Regions from separate parts of the Mus musculus genome. Here regions 2 and 3 are each linked to region 1. Evidence: chromatin contacts called from public Micro-C and capture Hi-C data. All regions are on one chromosome and are shown on one strand. Each heading gives the region's core, a stretch centred on a gene start, on an enhancer-like site or on the middle of the called end of the contact. The rest is flanking DNA. Distances are from core to core; before and after follow the strand shown.

Region 1 (2,988 bases), core at 218-2,717:
TTAATATACTGTCTTCTCAGAAGAAGGATATAGAGGATGATAGGTTCTGGGGACACATATGCATAACTGCACAGAAGAATGGATATTTAAAGAACGGTGGAAATGCATATGTCCTAAATTGTGAGCTTTGCTGATTCAAGAACCAAAGGAGCTATTGCTATGCTCTGCTGCCACCTTGGCAAATCAGAAGGATTTACAACGGAATTCTTCAAGCTGAAGTCTGAGGCAGCTCCAGAGGCCTCTCAGGACTGCTGGGCTCAGATGGGCATTTGCAGTTTCTGCCATTCACATCGGGTTGGGTATATTGGGTCCGGAGGAGGCACCGATTCGGTGGTAAAGCGCGGTTTGCTCTCCCTTTTAAAATAACCCCTTTCAGCAATGCCTATTCCACTGTCTAACAGCTTCCTACTGAAGAATAGAGCCTGAGAAAAACAGTTGTACGTTTGTGCTCAGATCACAGTGTCTGGGCTCATTTGACAGAGAAAGCTACAGCAGAAGAGAACAGTTTTCTCAGGCCTGAGTTTCTTTTCTGGGTCAACAAGACGGGTTCTCTGCTTATTCAATTAACTTTCTGGAAGTTCTGAATGTATAGGCAAAGCTGTTCACTAAACCCAAGCCGGAATTTGTTCATTATATAATTAACCTGTTCCAAGGGAGCTGAGGAGACATTGTTAGTCAAATCGCCCTTAAAACTAACCTGATATATATCAAGCCCTGCTCCCCTATTTTTAATTTTTGCATTTGTATTCTTTTTTCCCCCTCTCTATGTTTATTCCACTCATGCCTTTCTCTTTAGGCTCGTTTACCCAATCACATACCAACTTCGTTCTTGTCTCTTTTCCACCCGGTCTTCAGGTGTTTTACTCTTTCTTATTTAACTGATGTCATTTAGTTGACACCAGCTTCTGATGGGTAGGAGGGAGGCCACTCTCCTTGCGGTTTCATTTAAATTTGGCAGGAGTGGGTGGGTCCCCTTCTCCATTCCTCTCGCACTGCACTTGAAACTCTGTTAAGAGTTAGAGCTTGATCAGAGATTTCTAAGTCTTCAAAGCGCAGCTGGGCAAGGAAATTATATGAGAGGCGGGGGACACAGAAGTAAAGGAATAAAAGCCAACTTTGCTGGCAACTTCAATAAATCCGGTAACTGGAGGTTAAAAAAAAAATAGATTGTGAGGGCTGGGTCTGGTCCGGATGAAACGTTAGGTTCCTTCCCATCTCCGAGTCTCTCTCGGAAAGCGCGCCACTGGCACCTTGCCACCCAAGTGCCCCTAGACAGCCACACGCCCACTGGAACTGCACGTGAACAAAGCTTTTGCCCGGAAAGCCAGCGTCTGTGGTTTCTCAGCGCAATCTAGCTTCTATCCGGAGTGTAGGGTGAACACAGGGTTAAGCCAGTTCCCTCCTCGATGGGAGGGAAAGGAGTGGGAGGTGAGCAAAGCTTTCTGTCTTGCCGGGTACCTTGCAGTTAGTTGTACATTTGAAAGCAGTCGCCATCACTTGTGAGTTTGGCGTCATCCATTGTCACCACCAAGGAATGTGCGCTGGGAGATAACACCAAGGGCAGTGCTTCTCAAACACGCAGAGAGCTCTTTCTCTCTCTGCTTCCAGGTGCGCTCTTATCTGGTCCTCTGTCCCAAGTTTCCAGAACGTGGAGGCAGCAGCGCAGAACCGGTCACCGCGTCCACTGAACCTCAGGACCAGACTGGCAGTTCTCAACGATGGGCAGGAGGGACCTCGGCGGCGACCCCTAAAACAATACCATGCCCGGGGAGTCCCTCTACTGCCGCTCTAGCTTCTTCCCTTTCCACCTCCCGGACCCGGTTGGATTCGGATGAGCTAAGGAGACAAGGCTGCCAGGTAAAAGGATTGCTGTGCCAGGTGAAATTTCTAGTGACTGCCCTAGCTTTCTTTACATGGCCACCACATTATTTGGACCCCCACTCCCTTTTGAACAAGTGGTGGGTGGTCACTAGGTGGGTGTTCTATGTTTTGTCTTTTTATCCGCAAAGAAAATGGGATTCTTTTTCTATCTACCCCGACTACTTGGGGACCCGGTGTGTATGTGTGTGTGTGTGTGGGGGGGGGGGGGGCTGCGCCTTCTACATTCAAGTCGATTCCAAGTCCTCTAGGGAGTTTTGTAACCGAGTTGTGGGTAAAATCGCTCATTTGCTACCTGCCAAAAGCATCGATCCTAAATGGAGTTTTCCAAATCCCCTAAGCTTAGAACAGCCTTTCATTTCCTTAGAATGCTTCTCTTAAGTCCGGTAAGTAACAACCCTCCATACCCATCTGGGTTGAATGCAAGAAGTGTTATTATCAAGCCTCAGTATCTCAAGCCCCTACCTGCCCTATGCCCGAAATCCGGGATCAATTCCCCACTAAATTGGGGATGCTAGTTCGTTTTCTTTCCAATCGCTCGTGATTTTTACAAGCCAAGGACCTTTCCTGCCCTGCTGTTGCACCAGAACTGGTAGTTCCATAGCTGGTGTAATTGTGCTTTCCTTACTGGTCAGGGATGGAAAAGTCCCCAGGAGATCCCGATACTGGGGAGTCCACTTTCCCTGCGTCCAGTGCCTGGGCTGCGGAGATAGGTCCTTCTATGCCCTCAGGCGCTGAATGCAGATACCCAGAGTAGTAAGGGGGACGGACCTATCCAGCTGCCCTAGAGCCTCCACTAGACTCTGGCCTCCTGGAAAAAGCCCTCCTCTGAGCTGAACAGCCCAGGGCTCTTACTGGAGTTTTGAGAGCTAGTGTGGTCACTTTTTCTTGTAATCTCTTCCATGATTAAGAAGCCCAGCTAGCTAAGTCTGTCTTGGAAGGGCTGGTCCCACACTTGCTATTTGGATAAATCATGTGGCCTGCCAGGCGCCTTGGGCGACCAGGGGCAGTTGTTCCTGAAGGCTATCAACATCACCACTCTTATCTTGGCACTTTACTTCGGAAGCTTCCAAGATGACTCTCACTATCTGTTCTCAAATTAAAGTCTCC
Region 2 (2,988 bases), core at 294-2,793, 2.9 Mb after region 1:
AAAGAAGAAATATAATCTCTCTCTCTCACACACACACACACACACACACACACATTTTAACTCCAAGACTCACTCAAGCGCTGCCTATCCTACCCAATTCAGCCTGTATATGAGCTAAGAGGTGACTGGACACACTGTTTCAACTTGTCCCGCTCCAATACTATTTACAAAGAGCCACAATATCTATACATTAACATGTGGGGCAGTGGCCAAGACCAGGAGTATGGTGCACCCACACAACCTGCCTTAATACTCTTTACAGGAAGGGAAAGTGAACCCACACTCCTAAAAGCATACCAAACCATTGTGTGCGTGGGCACGCTGTAGGTTACTCCGTGAGCCCTTCCCAGACCCACCCTTGTGGAGAAAAACCACTCCCCACAGCCTTTCTACAACCTGAGCCAAAGGAGCCTAGTCGGCAGGATTAGTAATAAGACAGAGCAAAGACTCTGGAAGCCCCTTGGGCTCCATTATGCTTCATGCCCTATGAGAGAAGTGCTACCCCAGGGACAGCTGGGGCAGATCGTAGCCTCACATGCTGCCAAGAAACCTGTCCCTCTGAGGACACGCGGGCCATGAGGCTCAGCTCCAGGTCCAGTGAGAGTCACCCCACCCATCTGCCAGAGAGAGACAAAGATCACTAGAAACAAAGGACACACACACACAGGCACACGTACATGCACATTCACAAAGTCAAAAGCAAATACCAACACTTGGTATAATTTCAAAACAAACAGCAGCTTGGTGTGTCTTTAAATAGACGGTGAAACCATCCTAGAGGGACAACGACTATGTGATCTTGACAGGCGCGATCTGGGTTCCGAACCCACGCTGCCTCCGCCCTCCTCCCACCCACGCTGCAGTTGTCAGGCGCATTTCCCAGCCTCAGGACGCATGCTGCCTGCCGGGAGCAAGCCCATCCACGCCTGCCAGTGAGGCACCAGCAGGTGGAAGAGAGCCAGGGTAGCCCGAAGTAGGCAATACCAACCTTTAGGATCCCAGTTCACCTGCTTTCTTGGCGTCTCGATTGGAAATTTCATTGCTCCGTTGCCCACAGGGGGATGAAATGAAAAGAATCAAAATAATAATAATAAAGTCTTCAAGATTTACAACTCGTCGGTTAAACAGACCAACGGAACAATTTGTGAGGATGGAGGAGCACTGAAGTGGCTCGTGGGGAGCCCCAGAGAAAGACAAGCGGGGAAAATACTAGCAGAGGAAAGCACCGAGCACTGGCTTGGTTGGGTGTTTGCACCGGTTAAGGGGGTGGCCAGCTGCTGCCCTTGTGGGTGAAAGAAAAAGTAAGATCGGATGCTGAGGGTGGTTCCGAGAGGATCAAAGAGCCGGGCTGCTTCTGCAAAAGCGCGGTAGGCAGATGCGAGGCTGAGCAGCCGCCGGGCGGAGGCCGGAGTGAAGCCCACCGCAGCGTCCCTCGGGTCCCCAAAGGCGTGTTCGTACCCCCTCTCTCGCATCCACACACACGCACACACACATACACACACATCCATACATACACGCACACACACACACACAGGCGCGCGCACACCGGGCCGCGCGCTCGGGCGGACACGTCAGCCTCGCTCGTCTGAGCACAGAGCACTCGCCCCTCCCCAGCCGCGGCTCCTCGCCCCCGGGCGACGCCCCCCACTCTCCACCCGCTGAAAGCCATTGGACAGAAGGATGGCGCGGCGCCCCGGGGAGCTCGCGGCTAAGGCGACCCTCCCCGTGGCGCGCTGCAGGTGCCGCGCCACTGCGGGAGAACGCCGGGCGCGCGTGGACCCCGGACACCCGGGCTCGTCGCTGGGCGGTGGCGGACCTGTCCTTCCCCGGGCTGCGCGGAGACAGCGAGCAGAGGGCGCGGCTGCTACTTACTGACGCGGCCGCAGCGTGCTCGGTGGAGTTGCAGCCGGAGACACGCTTGGCTGCCTGGAAGGCTCTGCAGGAGGCGGAGGAAAGGGCCTGCCTGCCGCGGCCCCACCGCAGACCTCGGCCTGGGGGGGGTGACCTCCTTTCACCGCTCCCACCCCGGGTGCCTGCTCTTTCTCTCTTGTCACTTCATTTTTGGTACTCCACTCCTTGCTCCCCAGCGTGGTCCTCTCGCCTGAGTCCCGAACCCAGGTCCCCACGGCGCTCCTGAGTGAAGGAAGCTAACACCAGCCATGAGCCTTTTGTTCTGGGACCGCTTGGCGCTGGCTGCGATCTCATCGCGCGCCTAGTTCCCCAGGCACAGCTTGGTCTCTTCCCCAGCTACCTGTAGCTGGACTGGGGCTCCTGCTTGGAGGCTGGGGAGATGGGCTGGGGAGAGACTTTGAGGCCCAGGAGGAAAGAGGAGTTGCTAAGGTTTGGCGACTCTACTTGGAGAAGCTAAGGAGGTGGCCCGGGAGCCCTTGAAAATCAGCCAATGGTGGGTGCAGGAAGACTTCAGCCCTCAGCTGTGCTCTCAGAGAGTTAGGGAGATGCCCCACCCCATTCTCCCCATCCTGGAATCCCTAGGTGGGTTTATGGTAAGAAAAACGCCAGAAACGGCCAACAGTGCTCCGGTGCTCTTGAAAGAGCCACCCAAGTATCCATATGAATTCTGCTTATAAGTTCACTGGGGTGCCTAGCAACAGAGACTTGCACATAACAGACACTCAAAATAATTAACAACAACAAAACTAATAATATATATGCTAAAGGAAGTGTAATGTTTGCTAAAGGAAGGTTTGATTAGCTCACTGTGGTGTTGGATAGGAAGTTCAACTCAGACCCCTGGCCTATAAGTAAGTAAAATCTCTTATTCATTCAGCATCTACATACCGAACTCCTTCTGTGTGCCATCACAGACCTAGGTGCTGGCCACCTGGCAAAGGGCAAGACTGGCGTGGGTGTCCTTCGGAGAACACGTGCCAGGAGGTCAGATTGATGGTTACTGCCTTAACTTAGGGAAGAAGAAGTGACAACTGTCCTATTCCCAAGTCTGCCAGCTGCGGTCCTCAAAACCTACAC
Region 3 (2,988 bases), core at 256-2,755, 2.6 Mb after region 1:
TGACTATTTAATAGATTTACCTGCTCTGGAGGCTGGAGAGATGGCAACTCACGTGCTTCTGGCCTCTGTAAGCACCAGTACTCACATGTACAAACATTCCCAACACACACACACACACACACACACTAAGGCTTACTACATCACACCAGGTTATGAAATTATTTTAATAATTAAAAGTTGAGTAAATTAAGCAAAACTGGAAATCTCATTTTTTTAAAAAAGCCTTTACACTTAGATTTACTATCACAAAGATACCAAAAGGAGACGTTAAGGTTGTATAAGAAATATTGGCTATTTTAAATTTAAATAAACTGAGAATAGATTAGTTCATTATTACACACACACACACTGGGGTATAGAACTTTTTACTGCACTCCTAGCTTTTCGGTAGATCTAAAACTACTCTTAAGATTTCAATTTAAAAGCAAACCCACTTCCCAGTCCTGAGATCTTTGAGTCAACAAGAAATCACTCTCAAGACCTCATCTTTTGAGAATTAGCTGGTGTTTATTAACAAAGTCAGAATGGGAGAGGAAGACAACTTAAATTTTAACCAATGCACCTAATGATTCTTATGTGCCCTAACAGAGCCAGCATTCCCTCGTTCCAACACAGACACGCCACAGTTTCTGTTAGTGGATGAAGGTGGCCCTCTTTTAAAACAATATCCCAGATCGCTTCAGGCTTTACACAACTCTAAAGAGTCCAAGAGGTCTTACAGGGAGGGACGGGGTGCTAATCACTGTTCAAGAAGGGTCCCCAAACCCTGCCTATGTCTTCTGACTCACGGCTCCACCAACTAACTCCCTGGGAAGGAAGAGAACCCACCCCCCCCCCTCCCCAAAGCATCTCGCTGAGGCTTCGCAGTCCCTCTCTGGCTTTTTCCGGAGGCGACCCTTCCAGCGCGGCAAGGACAGCCCTGGCCGGCGATCCAGAACGAGGGCTCCCTCGAGCCCGGGCCACTTGACTGCAGCAGACGCCTGTCCCCTCGAGACGCCTGGCTCCCCATTGCAATCTAACCGCCAGCCCGGGTTCATCTCACCCCGGCGCGCGGGGAAGCGGCGTGCGCTCGCCCGGCAACGCCGCGGGGGCTTGTGGGAGGGGGCGGCCCCGGCGGTCCCTGCGGTCCCTGCGGTCCCTGCGCCGCACCGCACTCCTGCCTCCCGCCAGCCCGCGCTCACCCCGCCGCCGCTGACTGCGCCGATGCCATCGAACTCCCGGCCCAGCCCGTCGGAGTCGTCTAGCACGTAGGCGCCACCGGGCACTAGCAGCGCACACAACAATAAGGGCACCGCAACACGGCTCGCCGAGCCCGCGGCGGCGGTCATGACTTTTGCTTGGCGTTGCTGGGAAGCCTTAGGTTGGCTGTTAGCCATTGTGCGGGTCACGCGACTGTGGCGCCCGGGGAGGCGGGCCCGATCGCCTCCCTGAGGAAGAAGAGCGGGCGGCTGAGGAAGCTTTCGCCATCTTAAGTGAGGGCTGCGGGCTGTCCGCGCAGCCGCTGTTGTGTTGAGCTGGGGGGGCGGGGTGGGGGGCTGGTTGAGCGAGCTTTGCCTTGTCACTTCTGTGTCAAAGAGGCGGGACCGGTCTCTGCGTGTAATTACTTAGTGACCACTCTTCCTACCTCACCTGATGGATCATCTTAGAAAACGGGAAGTGAATGGTCAACAACGGTCAAAAGAGGGCTTTGAGTGGTCCTACTCTAGCCGAGCATTCCCAGTAGGAAACAGCAATGAGGACCTGGCTTTAAGCGCCCCCAGTTAAGCGGTCACCTTGGTTGAGTCGCTTGGCTTGAGGACCCTGAATTTTTCTAAACCACCGTGAGACCAGAACAGCAAGTCAGGGAACTCCGGATAAGATAAAAGTAAGATAATAGGCACTCGGGAAGTCATAATTGTGCACTTATATACACTTAGCAAATGCTAGCTGACAAAGTTTGTTCGATTGAGTAGTCTGCTATATCCAGGTCTTTTAGCCTTAAAAGAGTTAATATGATTACTCGTCCAAAATGTTGCTATATAGTAATTTGAATTGCGAGACCTAAAAAATACAATAGGTTCAGAATACTCGGACCTTTATTCTGTTTCTTGAATAAAAAATGACTATGAAAATCACTTATGAAAGATGCCCTGACTTACATAGAGGAAGTGGTAATGTTTGCCAACTCCTGTTACAGTAACCCTTGCCTTCCTATTCACTTCTCTACCCAGTTAAATACCCTGGCAGGTGCATCCAACCTGTGCCTGAGACCACATGGAGCAGATGATTGCTATGAAAGCACCCTACCCCAAAATTGTACATAAACTTAACTCAAGACATTCTGTGACTTTTTATGATTAAAATAGTCAACTGTGCAGACCTCAAGTGTGAAGTCTATAGCGGACAACATAGTGTCAGGATAAGAAAAGGTTGGACGTGCCTGCTGGCAGCTTGTGTTCTTAGAACTTGTTCCATCTACCAGTCTCACCTTGAACTCAGAGAGTTCTGCCTGCCTCTGCCTCTCTGCCTCTCTGCCTCTCTGCCTCTGCCTCTCTGCCTCTCTGCCTCTCTGCCTGCCTCTCTGCCTCTCTGCCTCTCTGCCTCTCTCTCTGTCTCTCTGCCTGCCTCTCTGCCTCTCTGCCTCTCTGCCTGGCACATTTTACAACCTAAATTGCTCCTGATCAGATTCAGCATGTTTATCATTAACTGTTTGTTTGTTTGTTTGTTTGGGGGGGGGAGTCTTCAATTTCTTAGGGTATGCCCCTGTGCCCTGTAACTTAAATTTATGTGCTTCATCCATCTAGTCTGTCACAGCAGTTTAATTCTTAGGACCCAAGGATGACAAAGGTGAAATTATGCTTCCTCGAAACAATCATAAGCTACCTTCCACTGTCAGTAAGACTGATGTGATAGGAAAGTGAACTGTCCTGAGAATTTAGATTCCCCTAATTTTGTAGAAATCAATCTCTCTCTCTCTCTCTCTCTCTCTCTCTCTCTCTCTCTCTCTCT

Evidence for each region. A called contact is a pair of places that touch in the nucleus more often than the background predicts. Capture Hi-C pulls out chosen DNA fragments and counts their contacts.
Region 2: a Micro-C map of embryonic stem cells shows a contact between it and region 1, with 5 times the contacts expected there. The contact joins the promoter of Kcnk10 here to the promoter of Flrt2 in region 1. A contact is called at or near these places in 1 of 39 promoter capture datasets (hippocampal neurons), 1 of 484 Hi-C or Micro-C datasets (embryonic stem cells) and 2 of 115 datasets of contacts at active chromatin or transcription factors (astrocytes and embryonic stem cells).
Region 3: a contact with region 1 is called in a capture Hi-C map of embryonic stem cells, with 5 times the contacts expected there. The contact joins the promoter of Galc here to the promoter of Flrt2 in region 1. A contact is called at or near these places in 4 of 39 promoter capture datasets (the 3T3-L1 cell line, cranial neural crest, hippocampal neurons and 1 more), 1 of 115 datasets of contacts at active chromatin or transcription factors (astrocytes) and 1 of 9 other capture datasets (embryonic stem cells).

What each region holds. Positions count from the first base shown.
Region 1 is chr12:95,690,759-95,693,746 of GRCm38.p6, forward strand. It overlaps Flrt2 (fibronectin leucine rich transmembrane protein 2), which reads left to right and starts at 1,468. Exons shown (of 2, transcript NM_201518.4): 1 at 1,468-1,857.
Region 2 is chr12:98,573,169-98,576,156 of GRCm38.p6, forward strand. Kcnk10 (potassium channel, subfamily K, member 10) reads right to left here and starts at 1,544. Exons shown (of 7, transcript NM_001316665.1): 1 at 989-1,544. The coding sequence starts at 1,040.
Region 3 is chr12:98,257,954-98,260,941 of GRCm38.p6, forward strand. It overlaps Galc (galactosylceramidase), which reads right to left and starts at 1,506. Exons shown (of 17, transcript NM_008079.4): 1 at 1,182-1,506. The coding sequence starts at 1,376.